2 separate regions of the Bos taurus genome follow, and region 1 is linked to region 2. A link is a contact called in public Hi-C data. All regions are on one chromosome and are shown on one strand. The core of a region is the stretch at or near the end of the contact, and the rest is flanking DNA. Distances in the headings are between cores, read along the strand shown.

Region 1 (4,551 bases), core at 446-2,945, 400 kb after region 2:
CTTTCTCACCTAAATCTGGCAGCACCTACACCTGTTCTTCAATACTGCATTGGTTTGAGATGCAAATTGCTGGCTTTTGAGTTAATGGTCCAACAGAGATGCTTTTCTGCTTATAAACCTCCTGGCCCTACATCCACCCAAAGCATTTCTCCCCCAGGGTTCGGGGGCTGTGGACAGGTGCACTCTAGTCTCCAAACACCACCTGCCTCCTGGCAACGCCACACTGGGGTCGTGATTCCTCCAGTTTTTTTTTTTTTAATAAAATGGATTTAATGGAGCTGTTTGTTTGTCATACACTTGGTGGCAGTCTTCACGTCTTCCTAAGCCTTTATTTTTTTTATTTTAAAAACGAGACTAGAATAGCTGCTTTATAAGGTTACTGGGAAGAAGAACGAGGTGTTGTGTGCCAAGAACCTGAAACAATGCCCATCGTGGGAGATGCACCTGCCTTCCTTGTTATGTTGCCCTTGTCTGGTGAGGGTGACCCTGGGACTCCGGGGGCTCCAGGCAGGGGCTATGTGCTGCCCGGGTCATATGGTCTAAGAAGTGAGACCAAGTAGTGTTTCCTGCTTCAGGGTCTCCCTGTGTTCTCTTGTTGACCAAACAGAGGTCATGATGATAATTCCTGCCGCCTGGGAACGTCACAAGGATCAACTAAGTATCACCCAAGAAGCTGTTTCATAAGCCATGATGATCAGTTACTATATTCTAAGGGGTTGACAACCCTAGACAGTGAGTTAAAAAGCAAAGACATCACTTTGTGAACAGAGGTCAGTATAGTCAAGGCTATGGTCTTCCCAGTAGTCACATCCAGTTGTGAGAGCTGGACCATAAAGAAGGCAGAGTGCAGAAGAATTGATGCTTTTCAAACTGTGGTGCTGAAGAAAACTCTCAAGAGTCCCTTGGACTGCAAGGGGATCAAGCCAGTCAATCTTAGAGGAAATCAACCTTGAATACTCATTGGAAGAACTGATGCTGAAGTTGAAGCTCCAATACTTTGGCCACCTAATGTGAAGAGCTGATTCACTGGAAAATACAGTGATGCTGGGAAAGATCAAAGGCAGGAAGAGAAGGGGGTGACAGAGGATGAGATGGTTGGATGGCATCATCAATTCAATGGACATGAGTTGAAACAAATTCCTGGAGATAGTGATGGACAGGGAAGCCTGGCATGCTGCAGTCCATGGGGTCGCAAATAGCTGGACATGATGGGGCAACTGAACAACAGGGGCTGACATTTGAGGAGGGACCGTGACCAGGAGGATGAGGATGAAGGAAGAAGAACCAGGAAGATACTGTCACAGACTTCTCCCATCCTTAATTATGCCCAAAGGCAACCTGCTATCTTTGAAAAGTCCAGCTCCCCAAACACAGTGGTGTTACTGGGACTGGCTCATTCCATGGGCAATGGTTTACTGTCAGTCTTTGAACTGAGATGTTGCAGACTCGCTGTGTGTGTTCCCAGGTCAACAGCATGCAGAGATAATGCCAGATGCTATAGTCTCTGGGATGCGTGTCCTCTAGGCTACAGGACCACCCATCCCACCCCAAGTCAGCCAGTGCTGCAGAGATGGGGTGGCCAGGGCAGGGGCCAGGGGGACTGCAGTTTTCCCCTAAGGCGCTTCTGCTCCACCAGCTGAGGCCCACCGAGCAAATAGCAAAGTATATGGACACTTGCTGTCCAGCCCGGACTGACCTTTGAACAGGCGAGAAAATAAATAAACACAGAAGAGTTAGGTTATCACAAGGTTCATTTTCTTCTAAAGTAACAAAAGTCACAACCAGTGTGTTGAAGTCTGATACCCCCTCTCTCCCTCCCCCTGCTACGGGGTCCTCAGTAATAACATTACGAGCTCAGGCTGGAATGTCAACTTGAACTTTAACATTTGTGGCACAATCAACCATAACTCCATTTAAGGTCTTTTTTTTTTTTAACTTGATTGAGTGTTTCAATTTACCCTGCACTTCCTGAGGCCCTTGGGTTAAAACAACATGATCTAATGCAGTGAAAACCAGCAAGAAAATATATTCCTTATTTCCAGTAGCACCAGGACACTTGAATCTACCCAAAGCACACTTCAACGGTGTTAATCAGCTTAAAGACCAAATGGTTTTCTCTCCTTTCTTTATGTCCACACAGTCAACTGAGAAGCCGACCCTGCCTCACCCCAACTTTTGTTGGCATATAAACATTCATAGTTTCAGGAACAACTAAGCGTCTCTTGGAGCTAAAAGAGTCACTGAGAAGTTGTGAGGCTGATTAGACCAGGTGGTGCTAGTGGTAAAGAACCCACCTGCCAATGCAGGAGATATAAGAGAGGTGGGTTCGATCCCTGAGTTGGGAAGATCCCCTGGAGGAGGGCATGGCAACCCACTCCAGTATTCTTGCCTGGAGAATCCCATGGACAGAGGAGCCTGGCGGGTTACCAGTGAGGCTGCAAAGAATCAGACACAACTGAAGCGACTAAGCACATATGCAGAGACCAGGAAGAAAGGAAAAAAGTTCAGGTTTCTGTATTTGATTCTAATTCCGTAACTCCTGCCAGGAGTGGTGGGGGTGGTGTGGGGTGGGGGGAGGGTGGCGGAAGAACTCTATAATACTCTTGAGAACATAAAACCAGGAAAAGGACCAGGGAGAAATTGGCACTGACTTGGGCTTTAAAGCAAAGACAGGACTTGGTAGATGAAAAAGAGAAAAGAGGACAACCTAGCGAATGGAGTCACACAATGAAGGTGGGTACACTCAGGTGAGCATGGCATGCATGCACTCAACAAGTATTAGCAGGGCAGGTACCACATGCCAGGAACCGGACCAGATCACGGAGACAGCGAGAAACTCAAATATGTCTTGGAACTTGCATTCTCATGAAGGCAGACTGACAGCAAAACATAGCTGACTAACATAAGGAGATGCCAGGTGGTAACAAGTACTCAGGTGGAAGAAGAGAGCGGGGAGGGAAGCAGGGAGCCATGAGCCATTGTCAGGAGTAACCAAGGGATGCTGTGCTGTGCTTAGTCGCTCAGTCGTATCTGACTCTGCGACCCCTTGGACTGTAGCTGCACAACCCCCTCCCCCAGGCTTCTCTGTCCATGGGATTCTCCAGGCAAGAATACTGGAGTGGGTTGCCATGCCCTCCTCCAGGGCATCTTCCCAACCCAGGGATCGAACCCAGGTCTCCTGCATTGCAGGGGGATTCTTTACCATATGAGCCACCAGGGAAGCCCAAGAATACTGGAGTGGGTAGCCTATCCCTTCTCCAGGGGCTCTTCCTGACCCGGGAATCAAACTGGGGTCTCCTGCATTGCAGGCAGATTCTTTACCAGCTGAGGAAGCCCGACCAAGGGATACCTCTCTACAAATGACCATCTTAGTGAGGTCTGGGGGAGGTGAGGGAGTGAGCTGGGTAGCTCAACGGGGAAGAGCCGGAGAGGACACCTATTGTATATTCTGAGTGCTTCTGAGCAGTAAATCCTTCCTCAACAAGGGAGAAGCTCTCACCAAACGACTGAAGGTCTGGAAGCTTATCGCAGGGTCCTACCTCCAACTATCCCAAACCCAAATTTCTCCAGGCAAGCTGCTCGGACTATAAGAGAACTCGGACCAGATGGCAACCCTCCAATACTGTAAATGCAGGCTGGCTTTAATACAAATTTCTGGAAGCTTGGTGCAGGAAGGCCACAAAATACAGGAGGTTTCTGCAAAGTCTGAGAACTTGCAGCATCACCACCCCAAATAAACTCCGAGGGAGGAGATGCCACAAGAAGGCTCTGGACATGGGGGATATTTTCCCAGCTCCAGTCTAGATACGTCACCGTCTTCTGGTTTTAAGCCCAATCCCGATTCAGTTTTCTACAAAAATAAACCCTCCCAGCCCTGATCCTGCAACGTTGCTGAGTGCAGACCTCATCTGGCATCAGCAGAAGGCTTCCAGAGCTCATGTTGAATCAGGTACTCACGAGCCCCTGGAAGAAATATCAGGCCCCATCCACAGGTCCTCTCGGGTGTCACTGGCGACGGTGGCTGTTCAAGGCTCAGAGGGTGTCTAATTACACCATCATCACAGAACTCGAATTCCTCACTCCTCCTTTGAGTCAGAAAGTGTCAGCATTGACTCTCAAGCAGCTGCCTTGCACACTTTGCGCACACCTGAGTCTCAGCTGTCTGCTGAGGGTTCTCCCTCCCCGAACCCAGTTCTTTGTGAACTCAGATCCCAGACCCTCCCCAGGCTGGAGGAGAGCTCTGCACTCCCACCGTGTCTTCCCCACCCCCACCCAGGAGTCCCCATGCCCTTCGGCAGCCCTCCTAGGGCTCAGACACCCTCCCAGCTGGGAAGTCTTCCTTTGCCAAACCTACACACGGGACAGGAACGTCCGGTCTCATTTCCCCTCAGAGCATCCTTAGTTGAGTCACGGGATGGTTCAGCACCATCCCTCTGGTGATGTCCCTCCACCTGCCTGGGGACCACAGGAAGTCATGGCCTGAACCTCTCCTTACCTGAGTCATTCCAGGTCCTCTCCAGTGCTTGGTCCTGCCTGGCACAGCCCGGGCTT
Region 2 (4,402 bases), core at 1,781-4,280:
TAAGACCGTGTGGGCTGGGAAATATTGTTGTGGCCACCTTTGGGAAAATACAGTCTGATACCCATGCTAATCGAGATAGAATGCATTCAAACTCTAGCCTCAGAGGTTAAGCTCTTCACACCATAGTTCTGTATTTCTTCCTCCTTTGGTGGCCCTCGTGTGGAATGAAGAACGACATTTCTTACCTGTCTTGCCCACAGCAGAAGACCTTTCTATGCAGAATTACAGAGATTTTGATCTCTGACAGAAAGAACCATTTATCTTTTTCCTATTCAGTTCTAAAGGTCAGTTAACTACAGTTTTTCAAAGTGCTTTTGAAAATATAAACTGTGTGGGCATTCCCCCTTTGTAGCATTCATCCTAGTCACCCAAGGACCCTGTGGAAAATGCAGGCCTCTGATTTCCCTGAAGGGATTCTAGTTTATAATATCTAGGGGAAGGGCTCAGAAATCTTCATTTTCCTTCAGCACCCAGAGTTATCACCATGCAGAGACTAAGTACCACACTTTGAGCAATGACTTACACCTTTTCCATTGCTTTTCACTGGCTGGGACCTTTAAATACCCCCTCTTGTGTTTGGGATTCCTTATCTTATGTGTTAGTGGCTTTCCAGGTGGCTCAGTGGTAAAGAATCAGCCTGCCAGTGCAGAAGCTTCAGGAGATGTTAGTTCAATCCCTGGGTGGGGAAGATGCCCTGGAGAAGAAAATGGCACCCTGCTCCAGTATGGACAGAGGAGCCTGGTGGGCTACAGTCTATTTGATTGCAAAGAGTCGGGCATGACTGTGCGACTGAGCATGCACGCGAGCGTCTCATGTGTCAATGCCTCCAGACCTGCTCCTCCAGGCTTCCATGCGGGCAGAAGCATGCTTGTTCCATCTCACAGGCAGCCAAGGCGCAGGGGGTGGATCTAGTCTTCAACCAACGAGAGGCAGCCACATAGAGCTGTATCAGAAGGCAATGCCAGGCAGGACTCCACAGTGGAAGCAGATACCTCAGGCTTCTGGAGACAGCAGGGGCAGCCTTTCTAGGACGAGGGGCCCAAACTCACATCAAAGAGACACTGTTCAATGCCCATGACCTGCATTCTTGATTTTTTTTTTTCACAATGTTGTTGAGTTTTTGTAAGAACACTTAACATGACATCTACCCTCTCAACAGTTTTTTGAGCATAGCACACTACTGTTGGGCATAGGTACAAGGTTGCACAGATGTCTCTAGAGATTATCCATCTTGTTCCACTGAAACATTATGACCATTCTTTAGTGTGGCCATGGCATCTTTCACAGGTCTGCTTCTGGAGTTTGATGTGGACACTGTTCCTGGAGGCACTGGGCTTCCCAGGCGGTGCTAGTGGTAAAATAACCCACCTGCCAATGCAGGAGACATAAAGAGATGCGGCTCAATCCCTGAGTCAGGAAAACCCCCTGGAGGAGGACATGGCAGCCCACTCCAGTATTCTTGCCTGGAGAATCCCATGGACAGAGAAGCCTGGCAGGATTGCTTCTAAAACTGTGCCTCTGGTGCTTCCAGAGACTCTATGAACTGTTAAATATTTTTCAATAAACTTTGTGTCTAGTTATACATGCTGCACGCATGCTAACTTGCCCCAGTGGTTTCCGACTCTTTGAAACCCTATGAACTGTAGCCCACCAGGCTCCTCTGTCCTTGGGATTCTTTAGGCAAGAATACTGGAGTGGGTTGCCATGCCCTCCTCCGGGGGATCCTCCCAACCCAGGAATCGACTCTGTGTCTCTTATGCCTCCTGTGTTGGTAGGCGGGTTCCTTATCACTAGTGCCACTGAGGAGTGTTTCTACGGTTTGCACCTGAAGAAGCCTGATTGACAACTGTCAGTATAAAGCATTTCATGCGTTGAAGTCCTTATTATTATTCCTAAGAGACAGCAAAGTCTATGCTTAATTGACATCATGCTTCTGCTTCGGTCTTGGTTTACACTGGTTGCTCTATATTGGCAAATGTATAAGAATGTTTAACTGCATAGATGGCAGTGCCTGTGCTTCTTACTTTAGTGTAAATTTTTAGCACAGAGGACTCTCATCTCTTTGGCTGGTTTTGAACAACCCTAACCACTCTACCATATATAAATAACTCATTTATCATAAAACAAACCTCACTGATTCAATTGGTTCTCATTGTACCATGAGGATTCTGGAACCCAAATAAAAGCTTGATTAACAATAAACCTCATTAGATATAACAAACTGCACAATAATAAAAATAATTTAGACACCACAGCAGAGTTCATTATAGTGAAATTTGACTTGTGATGAAATTTGTAATGAAATTTGAAACACAATTTGAGCCCGTCCTTATATAGTGGTAAAGAAAAGCAGAGACAGAGAAATGAAGCAAACTAAAACTAGAGGGAATGTTTGTTTGCAAGTAACCAGATTAACCACAGGTCACTTGAGGAAAATCTCCCTGGGAGTCTGTCTGTATTTAGACAGAGGGTCGTGTTGGAGTGTGTGAATCGCAGACAGCCTTCAGAGCCTCTGTACAGTGGACTGATGCTCCAGTGATGCTAGTTTGGGATCTAGGGACAGGAATGCCTGTCTGATGATACAGGAAAGTAGAATGGGCTTTTAAACAAGCTAAGATAAGGCAGTTCCTCAAGTAGTAAAACATAGGTTGAAAACGGGAATAAAAGGAATAAGTTTTTGCTTCTCTAAGTGACTCTCTTTTCTATGATTCCTCTGAGGGTTAATTTTCTTTTGCTATCAATGTACCCATATTTCTTCCACAGACATAACCTGCTGGGGTAAAACAAGATAAACACTTGAGGCCTCAGCATAGCTCATTTCCCTAAAACTCCAATAACTCACAATGACAGCATAATAAAATACACCCGACCTCGTGCAGACGGCAGAGATGGTGCGCTGATGGTGAAGGTGCTGTCTGTCAAGTTTAAACCCATCCTTTTACAATTGGCTCTGTGATGCCTGGACTGCATTTCGCTTTTGCCGGCAGGAGATATGTGAAGCTCTACCAGCAGGGGGCAGGAGAGAGGCTGTGAGGCTGCCGGAGGGAGAAGAGGCTGGCTGCCTGGTTTGCGTCTGGACAGGGTGGCTGTTTCGGTCGCAGCCCTGGACTCCACTGGCAGATATTCCCCGCGCTGCTAGACCCAGCCTCACTGTGTCCCCGTAGGACACCTGACCAAAGTTACTGAGGGGAATCCCCTCAAAGTTCCTGAGGCAGCAGCACGAGGGGGGGCCTCTTCCCCGAGGTTCAAGTTTTGGCCCCACAAGCCTTCCTCCAAGCTTCTGTTGTTCAGTTGCTCAGTCCTGTCTGACTCTGTGACCCCATGGACTGCAGCCCACCAGGCTTCCCTGTCCTTCACCACTCTCCCAGAACTTGCTCAAATTCATGTCCATAGAGTCAGTGATACCGTCCAACCATCCCATCCTCTGTCACCCCCTTCTCCTCCTGCCCTCAATCTTTCCCAGGATCAGGGTCTTTTCCCAGAAGTCAGTTCTTCGCATCAGGTGGCCAAAGGATTGGAGCTTCAGCTTCAGCATCAGTCCTTCTAGTGAATATTCAGGACTGATTTCCTTTAGAATGGACTGGTTTGACCTCCTTGCTGTCCAAAGGACTCTCAAGAGTCTTCTCCAACACCACAGTTCGAAGGCATCAATTCTTCGGCACTAAGCCTTTTTTATTGTCCAGCTCTGACATCCATACATGACTACTGGAAAAACCATAGCTTTGAGTTTAGGGACTTTTGTAGGCAAAGTAATGTCCCTGTTTTTTAATAGGCTGTCTAGGTTTGTCGTTGCTTTTCTTCCAAGGAGGAAGCATTTTAATTTCATGGCTGCAGTCACTGTCTGCAGTGATTTTGAAGCCCAGGAAAATAAGCTTCCACACTTCAGTAATTTCATCCTTTTTCCTTTGATCCTCCGGCTCTAGCGCTACTAGCTGCATCAAAGCTGTTGGTGCCTTAGGGTTCCTTTTTTTGCCATTAAAAATCCCCAATATCTGGCACACAATTTCCAATACATAGTTCACTCTTCTGGGGGAAAAAAAAAAGCCATTGTGGTTCTTTCCACTTGAGTGGAATTTGATGACACAGATGGGCTTCAATTTTCCTCCCTCCTCAGATAATGTTGTTTTTTAGTCGCTGGGTCGTGTCTGACTCTCTGCGGCCCCATGGACTGTAGCACGCAGGCTCCTCTGTCCATAAGATTATCCCAGGGAAGAATACTGGAGTGGCTTACCATTTCTTTCTCCTCTCCTCAGATATATGAACACTGAACACTGACATCTGTTACTGGAGTGAACCTCAGGAAACATATCCTGATAAACATACTGGAATTAGAGTAAGGCAGACATGTTTGCTATATTTAGTCAGTTTAAATTGTCACAAATCTAGAGAATTTTATTCTCAG

The links. A called contact is a pair of places that touch in the nucleus more often than the background predicts.
Region 1: a Hi-C map of liver shows a contact between it and region 2, with 2.3 times the contacts expected there. The contact joins two enhancer-like sites. A contact is called at or near these places in 2 of 11 Hi-C or Micro-C datasets (liver and skeletal muscle).

What each region holds. Positions count from the first base shown.
Region 1 is chr13:36,048,191-36,052,741 of ARS-UCD2.0, forward strand. No RefSeq gene overlaps it. Among named protein-coding and RNA genes, the nearest start is that of BAMBI, 22 kb to the left of the region's middle. Within about 2 kb of position 1,696, at least 1 of the 102 cell types and tissues checked has an H3K27ac peak or open chromatin away from gene starts, as enhancers often do. A contact at or near this core is called in liver, where this site is marked.
Region 2 is chr13:35,643,666-35,648,067 of ARS-UCD2.0, forward strand. No RefSeq gene overlaps it. Among named protein-coding and RNA genes, the nearest start is that of LYZL1, 150 kb to the left of the region's middle. Within about 2 kb of position 3,031, at least 8 of the 102 cell types and tissues checked have an H3K27ac peak or open chromatin away from gene starts, as enhancers often do. A contact at or near this core is called in liver, where this site is marked.